2 separate regions of the Sus scrofa genome follow, and region 1 is linked to region 2. A link is a contact called in public Hi-C data. All regions are on one chromosome and are shown on one strand. The core of a region is the stretch at or near the end of the contact, and the rest is flanking DNA. Distances in the headings are between cores, read along the strand shown.

Region 1 (3,898 bases), core at 462-2,961, 130 kb before region 2:
CAAAAAAACCTGGAACCTCAAAATACTGTCCACACTTGGACTAGACAGATGTCCCCAAAACATCTGGGGACATCTGCCACCCAGTGATTTTTAAACTGTGCTTGGAGGAACCTCAGAGAAGTTCCATATATAAAAAGGAAGCATTTCCTGCCTCTCACACCACCCTCAGAACCCTTGGAGGTTTTGCTGGGTTCCTGCAGATTCATTGCACAGGGAAAAAGCATACCCTCGGGGGAGTCTGAGAAGAAGCTCTCACAGGAAAACCAGGGCTCCAAGAAAGTCAGGGGTGTCCCAGGCCGGGGCTAGGCTAGGCCACTCATCGTAGTCAAGGACTTGAAATGCTGGACCTGGAACTACGCAGAGCCCAGATGCCACGAAGAGGCCATAACACCCAGAACAATGAAGAGAAAGATGCCACACGTTCCTGGGAACTGCACAGATCCAAGGGGACAAACGCACACGGGCAGAGAACTTCAGGGGTGAGTCCTTCAGAGCATAGGTTAAGAGCTCTTATGGTAAAAACCGCTCATGTCCATGTGACAGATGAGGAAGCTGAGCCCACCGCTATCCACTACTGCACAGCTGCCAGAAACTGAAAGGCTACGCCTGCAGCTGGGAACTTATGTAAGCCCTTGGCCAGCCGGGCCTCACATCTGGGAATAAACAGCCCAGCCAAAGCTCAAGGCAGCTGCAGGGTGCCACACACATATGCTGGGGTCACCGTGGCATCTGGGAGCACCAGAGCGGATGTGAAAGGAGTGTGGGCAAAAGCCACCACCTGGAAGCAGTCAAGTGAAAGCCCTCCCTACCTCACCGCCACCCCCAGAGCAGCAGGGAGAGGTGTTGAGCCGGGAGGGGACGCCTCTGGAGAATGCCTTAGGAGGACTTGGCCAGGGTCTGGTTCCCAGGACAGCCAATGACAGGGGCCCACTTGCCCCGAGGACTTCCTGCCCTGAAATCCTGCCTGCAGCTGGATGATGACTCCACCCGGGAACCCCTCAGACTTTACTGCCTCCGACCCTAGAACGTCAGCAAGCCCAAATCCCCACTGCACAGGTGCGGAGGCTGAGGGCCAGCGAGGAGCAGGGGCCAAGCTAGAATTACATGGCAGCGCCAGACAGAGTCAGTCATGGAACCCTCTGGGCCTCAGGGTCTCCACCTACGACGTGGGATGACCAATGTGACCCAGTGACACACCAGGAGAGTGACTATAAAAAGTAAAAGCTCTGAAACGGGATAACGATGGTGGCAGTAGTCATGGTGATTACAGCTATGGTCCCAAACTCAAACAGTGGCCCATCTTCCCACACACCCCTAGAAACAAACTGTCAGCCCCTGAATGGAAGTTGGCGATTGGGATACCCGGAGCCCCAGTCCAGGAATCTCACCTGGGAACCTTAGTTTGTTCCCAAGGGATCAGAGAGACCCTCCACTGAACTGACAGGAAGACAGAGGGCCCAGCCTGGATGTGACCTAGGGACTTGCCCAAAGGTACATGTACCCGCAGGGCTGGGCTGGGGTTAGAGCCAGGCCTCTGGCTCCTTCATCCAAGCTCACTTCAGATCTCAGGCCCAGAGCAGCCCAGTCCCCTGGCCAGAAACCCCCATCTGGAAAGACAGATGAAAGAAACAGAAATGGTGCCCCCATGCCCCGGGGCCTGGCCCTGGGCCCTCAGAGGGAAGCAGCAGCATTTCCCCTTTCCTGGGGGCATGGGGGCGGAGGTACCAGCAGTGACTGTGGCCAGAGCCCGCCCACCCCTCGGGGAAAGTGCAGCAACAGACCCAAAACCAGAAATGCAAGTCAGCCTGCCTCTGCCAATCCTGCCCTAAACCAAGGCCAAACCAAACAAAGCTAGGAGGGGAAGTGCCTCTGTCCCCAGAGGGCCCCCGCCCCAGGGTACCTGAGAAACCACCCAGGACCCAGAGCTCACTGAGCGCCCAGCATTTCCTGCTCAGACACCCTGCTCCGACTTGGTTCTCATTCCAGCAGTGTCCGCTCCAAGCTGGGTGAGAAGATGGACAAGCCTCTGGCTATTCCGAGAGTCTGCTTCCTTATGTGGAACAGAGCCGGGCTATCACACCAGACTCAGAGGACTAAGCTCGTGCTCTTCACGGCCAGCCCCAGAGAGGCATTTGATAAACTGGTAGCAATTATTAGTCTCCCCTTGTCTTAGAGATAGGGAATCTGAGGTCCCAGAGCCTAAGGGAATTACCGAAGATCCAGTTTTAGAACTCATGTGTCCTGGCCAAGGGTCTCTCCCCACCACTCGGGTCCTTGGGGTCTAGACGGAGGGGGAGCAGGCTATGAGCCCTGCCACCAGAGGCCCTGCACCTGGGCCCGACCCACATGAGACCAGAGCTCACTGGTTCCCTCCCCAGCCCCTGGATGGGCTTGTGTGTGCCTCTGAGTAGGTCTGGCCAGGCCTGTGTTCCTAGGAAAGCAGGGGTGCCAGTACCTCAAGGGAAGGGAGCCTCTGAAACAGGAAATCTCAGAAACCTGGGACACAGGGTGGCGAGTGAGAGAATTAGGACAGGAGATAAAGAGGAGAGCCAGGTTACAGAAGGGACGCCAATGCCGGGCCGTGGGACCGTCCTGTGAGCGACAGAATGACCCATGCAGAGCCCTAGGTATGACTGCTCTGGGCAGGCCGTAGGGCAGGCGGAGGGCTGGGACTGGCTTCATACATGCCCTCATTCATTCTCCAGGCACTGAGTTAGACCCTGGGATAGGGGTGGGGACAGCAGAGACCAAGTCAGACACAATCCCTGCCCTCAGCTGAGCAGAAAAACAGAGGCTGAACAACTGGCCTTAGTGAACGTGGTGAGTGGTCTGATGGAGGAAGTGCAGGCAGCCTCGGACACCCAAAAAGGCAGTTGTTACAACAGGTGAGGGTGAGAAGCACCCAGCCAAGGCACCCCAGGGACCAGCCTGCTCACCCAGGGCCCTGGGTCCAGAGCGCTCGCCGCGGCTCTTCCCCTTCCACGGGGAGCGTGTCTCTCCCATCCGCCACTTCCTTGGCGTGGCTGGACCAGGGTTAATTCTGTGCGTGTTTCGCCTGCTAGAAGCACACAGGAAATGAACCAGGCCCTCTAAATGGAGCTGTTGTTTAGGATCTAATCAAATCCGCTTCCCAATCCAATGCAGGGCTCGGAACAGGCTGGGAAAGGGTGCCAGGTATGACACGCAGAGGCCTGCTCACCCCAGCTATGTCCCCTAGGCTCTAGACCCCTGCCTGCTATGGAGGTTGGGGGTGGCAGCAGGCGCTGGAAGTGACTTGCCCAACGTCACACAGCTGCTAAATGTGGAGCCAGGTCAACTGACCCCAGCATCAACCTGCAGCTTTCACTGAGATGACTCATCACATCCCCCACAGATGCCCGCTCCGCATCTGCCCTCAAAACCCACTTCCTGCACTGGGCTGGGCTGGGCTGGGCTGGGCTGGTGGAGGTAAGGGGTGAACTGGGGTTTGCCTCCATCTCAAAGTGGCCCTTACACAGGATTTTACAGAAAGAGCCCTGGACGTAAAGCCGGAAGACTCGGGGCTGGAATCCTCCCTCGATCACTTGCTAGGTGTGTGATCCCAGACTACCGCTTCTGGGGACCAAGTCTGAGAAAGGGCAGGAAAGTGCTCTGTAACATGGAAAGTTGTTGGAGAAAGAGAGAGGCTACTAGAATCCCACCTTCTCTCTTCTGGAATAGGGTTGCTCAGCTCTGTATGCGTCTGGGGCCCTGGCTTGATGCTGGCTTCCAGGAACCCCAGCTCAGCCTCAGGCCATCTCTACAGGCCTGGCTTCTTGACACCCAGAAGCTGGAGCCACCGCCCTGCCTCCACCACTGGCTCAGGGGCCTCTAGGCTGTTCTCCTCCCCCGCCACCCCCACTGCGACAGGTTCAGCAAA
Region 2 (3,998 bases), core at 130-2,629:
GACACTGAAATTCTGAGTCTTTATGAGCATCACTGAAACTTTCCTGCAGACTTAGTAACTTAGGAACTGGATCCTGAGACTCTTTCAGGTTAATATGCGTCTCCTACCACATACCCAGAGATATTACACATAACACGTCACATCACAATGAATGTTATGTGATAACGATGCAGATGTCATTCTCGAAAGAAGCCACTGCCAGAGAATAAAAGGAAAAGCAACGTGGTAGGGGTTCCCACAGGCCAAATTCATCTTCCTGTAACTAGAAACCTTTCAAAGTTTCAGCGGGGAGATAACAGTAACCCAGAAAAGAGATACCAAAAACATCTCTCCCCTCTTCCCAGAAACAGAGAATGAGCCTTTTGATGAAGCAGCAGCTGTATTTAATCACTAAAATTATCCTGGCCCTGATGGAAGAGAAACTATGTTAGAAAGGGGTAGGGCTTTTTCTCCCTCACTTATTTTAGAAGCAAGTAGAAGCAAACAGAATCCCCAAGGTCAGGCCCGAGTAAAGGCTCCAGAGAGCAGCAGTCCCCTCTCCTTCCCGCCCTCATGGCCAAGGTCGCTGTCCTCAGGATCCAAGCATCCTGCTCTGCAATGAGCCTGCCCTGGTGATGCCTTCCACCTACGCCTCCAGGGACTCTTCACTCTGTGTCCCAGAAGGTTGGTTCTCCTCGTCCTCTTCATCAGTGGCCTGAAGAATCCTCAGCAGTTTGAGCTCAGGGTGCCAGCCTATTCTAGAAGCACTGTTTGGGGTTCTCTTGGAGGCTTCCAGCAAAACCTCCACCTGAGTCCTGACGTCCTTGCTAGTACATTCTATTTTGAGTAATTCAGCACCTAAAAACAAAGACAAAAAACAAAACAAAACAAAAAACACCATCATAAATTGCACCTGTAGCCTTCTGCCAACTAACCGTGAAAAACAGAGGACAGAAAAGGCAGAGCTGGGGTATTTTCAGGACCCTTCTGAGGGCTGAGGACTGTGCCCTCCAGGGAGGTGAACCATCCTGGTCAACCCATTCTCAGTCACTAGGTACCTTACTTAGTAACTTACTTTTCTTACTGGGGAAGGAATCCAGGCATTTCTGAGAGGAGGCCATCTGTGGTCTCTTTGTGGCATCCTGAAATCCATAAGTGTAAGGAACCTTGATTCAGGATTTTAGGAAACAAAGGGCTTGTCTAAAAGATGCTTTCCTTGGAGAAATTAATGTCTAAGACAAAATTAATGTCTAGGACAAAATGCCACCTCCTAAGCTTGAAGAGAGAAGCCTGTGTCACATATTTTTTGCCCTCCAGGCTGACCACATGAAGCCAGAACCCAGGTCTTCCCCGTCCCCACTGTCAACTGAGGGCAGATTTGCCTGCAAAGGTGGCTGCCAGAAACCGCTCCCATTCCTCTGTCACACGCTGTTCTTCCCATCAAGAGGCAAAGCCAGTTTCCTCTCCTCTTGATTCCAGGCTGGACTTCTGTTTTTTTGTTTTTTGGGTTTTTTTTTTTTTTTTTTGTGACAAATAAAATGTGGCAGAAGTGATACTGTTCCAGCTCCAGGCCCGTCCCTTAAGTGCTTTCATGAGATTATTATGCTGTCAAGAGGCCCAAACTAGTCACATGGAGAGGCCTCATGGAAGAGAATTAAGACAGTTTGGCCAAGAGCCCCAGCCCAGCCTCCAGCTGAATGCAGCTGCATGAGTGACCTTAAGCAAGACCCGAAAAACTGTCCAGTCAACCCACAGCATCGTGAGAAATGGCGAACCACTGTGGTTCGGCTTTGGGGCATGACAGACTGTCACTACAGGCCAGACAACCGAAACCAGGCCCTAGCCAAATGGCCCTCGTTCACCCTCACCTGTTTCACGGCAGGGCCTTCTGTCTCAGTCTGCTGCTGCTGCTTTTTGTCACCTTCCTGATGTGGTAGCGTTCTGTGACCTAGTGACCACGAGATCAGTTCAGTTCTCTTCTGATGGGTATTTCACATCCCATTGCTGGGCTTCTAGTTGACCCCTAGTCTACATGTGACTCCCCATTCAGGACAAGACAGGACCTGAGAGGCAGGTAAAAGGGAGTTAGGCCTTCTGAGTTCTACTGGCAAATCTGTTCACTTGGGACTATGACCACATCTATTACAGAATTAGCAATTACAGTAAGGTAAGGGTTAAAAGAATCAGGATTCCTCCGAGAAACCTCAGGGGCAGGTGCCTGGACATCACAGTAGCAAACGAAACCCCAATTCTATTCTTATCAGTTTATGAATACTCCTCTTACTTTCTCGTGCCTTCCCTAATGTTGGTTTCTGAAAATGAATGTCCTTCTTGCCAAAAAATTCTAGATCGATGATTCTTTTGTATCAGATGTTTCCCCAACTAGTCCCTAAATGCACTCATTCTTTGCTTTCTCCATCTCCCTTTCTTTAAATGAACATCTTCCAGGAGTTCCCGTCATGACTCCGTGGTTAACGAATCCAACTAGGAACCAAGAGTTCAATCCCTGGCCTTGCTCAGTAGGTTAAGGATCCAGCACTGCCATGAGTGTAGGTCACAGACGCAGCTCAGATCTGGCGTGGCTGTGGCTCTGATGTAGGCCGGTGGCTACAGCTCCGACTAGACCCCTAGCCTGGGAAATTCCATATGGTGCGGCTGTAAAAAGACAAAAAAAAAAGAAAAAAAAAGGATCACACATGGCAGCAGGCTATTCGACCTGATTTCTCTCTCCCTTAGACACCCGACCCCACAGCCAAAGGAGACTGCCCAGTGCTCCCTGCAGCCACACTCCTCCAAGACGCCTTTCCCCAGCCTCTCCCTCCCTCCATGAACTCTCATCCACGTTCACACATATTCAAGATCCAGTAGAAAAATCATCTCTTCTAAGAGGCCTTTCTCAACTCAGTGAGGACATGGAACTGCTCTAAGAACATACTTCAAAGGGGCAGCCCGGTCGCCCAAGCAAAGCCACTCCTACTGGCGGATCAGGAAGAGGAACGAAAGGCACCAGCATGAAACTCAGGGGAATGGGGAGCACCCTGGGCACGGGGTAACCCTGGACAAGCACTTCCGCCCTGGGCCACAGCTTCTTTTCTGTCTACCTCCCATGTGAAGGTCAAGATCCTTCTTAGGTCTTCTGGTTAGAAGACAGAGTTGGTATCAGAGAGCTCAGTGGGATGGGAAATAAACCCAGAGCAGCAAACTTCTCAGGAAACAGCTCACCCGGGCCCTCCCAGGGCCCCAGGGTTGGAGAGTGAATTCTGATGCTTAAACAGTTATTTTCACATTATAGTCAGCAATGTCCAGTCTATTTAGGGTAGAAGAATCTTTCAAGGTTTAAGGGAATTCCTTCTCCTCCCCCCGATTCTGCACTCGAGCTGAGAAACGTCAGAGGGAATGGGGTAGGTCTATCCTTCAGCTCAGACACGATAAGGACCTCAAAAAGGGGAGTCTCTTGTCTCCAGGGTGAATGTGAGAGGAAAGAATGGCCCATCAGAATCATCCCTGGATGGGGCTAGAGAGTGTGTGGCTGCTGAGACTTGAACCCGTGGCTGGGAAGCCAAGGGCCCTGACTCTGCTTCCTCAGAACGCTCTGGTGAGGGGCTCTGGCTCTTCCCCACCTCACTGGCCAGTGGGCCCTCAGGGCTCTTATCTTGGGCAACCTGGCCTTGCTCTTCAGCCTCAAACGCTGCCTTTTCTAAGTAGGACCTGAGGGAAAAACAACTCTGACGCATGCTCGTGGTCACCTCTCAGATCCCTGAGTGAAGCGGCAGCCGGCCCCGCTTGCTTGCTTAGTAAATATCTCATGGAAGAATGATTCACACACACGCAGAGCAGCCAAAGCAAAGCAGTCCAAGGAGTCCAAGGCCTGACAAAGGCTGGTCCTCAAATGACAAACATGTGGAGCTTTTCCTGTCCTCGGCTCTGTCCTGGGATTCTGTCACTCCCGAGCCCATACAGTCTCCTTACCACAGTGTGGATCATAAACCACGGCACCTGAATGTTTAGGTGAAGTTTTA

What was found. A called contact is a pair of places that touch in the nucleus more often than the background predicts.
Region 1: a contact with region 2 is called in a Hi-C map of retroperitoneal adipose tissue, with 2.9 times the contacts expected there. The contact joins two enhancer-like sites. A contact is called at or near these places in 2 of 5 promoter capture datasets (fetal liver and liver), 35 of 47 Hi-C or Micro-C datasets (adipocytes, adipose tissue, alveolar macrophages and 19 more) and 2 of 2 datasets of contacts at active chromatin or transcription factors (alveolar macrophages and skeletal muscle).

Annotation. Positions count from the first base shown.
Region 1 is chr1:254,188,509-254,192,406 of Sscrofa11.1, reverse strand. All of the region lies in intron 17 of RGS3 (regulator of G-protein signaling 3), which reads right to left. Among named protein-coding and RNA genes, the nearest start is that of MIR378B, 55 kb to the right of the region's middle. Within about 2 kb of position 1,711, at least 21 of the 83 cell types and tissues checked have an H3K27ac peak or open chromatin away from gene starts, as enhancers often do. A contact at or near this core is called in retroperitoneal adipose tissue and spleen, where this site is marked.
Region 2 is chr1:254,053,397-254,057,394 of Sscrofa11.1, reverse strand. C1H9orf43 reads right to left here. Exons shown (of 10, transcript XM_021067775.1): 7 at 3,976-3,998; 8 at 1,848-1,927; 9 at 1,055-1,121; 10 at 361-837. The coding sequence ends at 626. Among named protein-coding and RNA genes, the nearest start is that of C1H9orf43, 8.7 kb to the right of the region's middle. Within about 2 kb of position 1,379, at least 17 of the 83 cell types and tissues checked have an H3K27ac peak or open chromatin away from gene starts, as enhancers often do. A contact at or near this core is called in retroperitoneal adipose tissue and spleen, where this site is marked.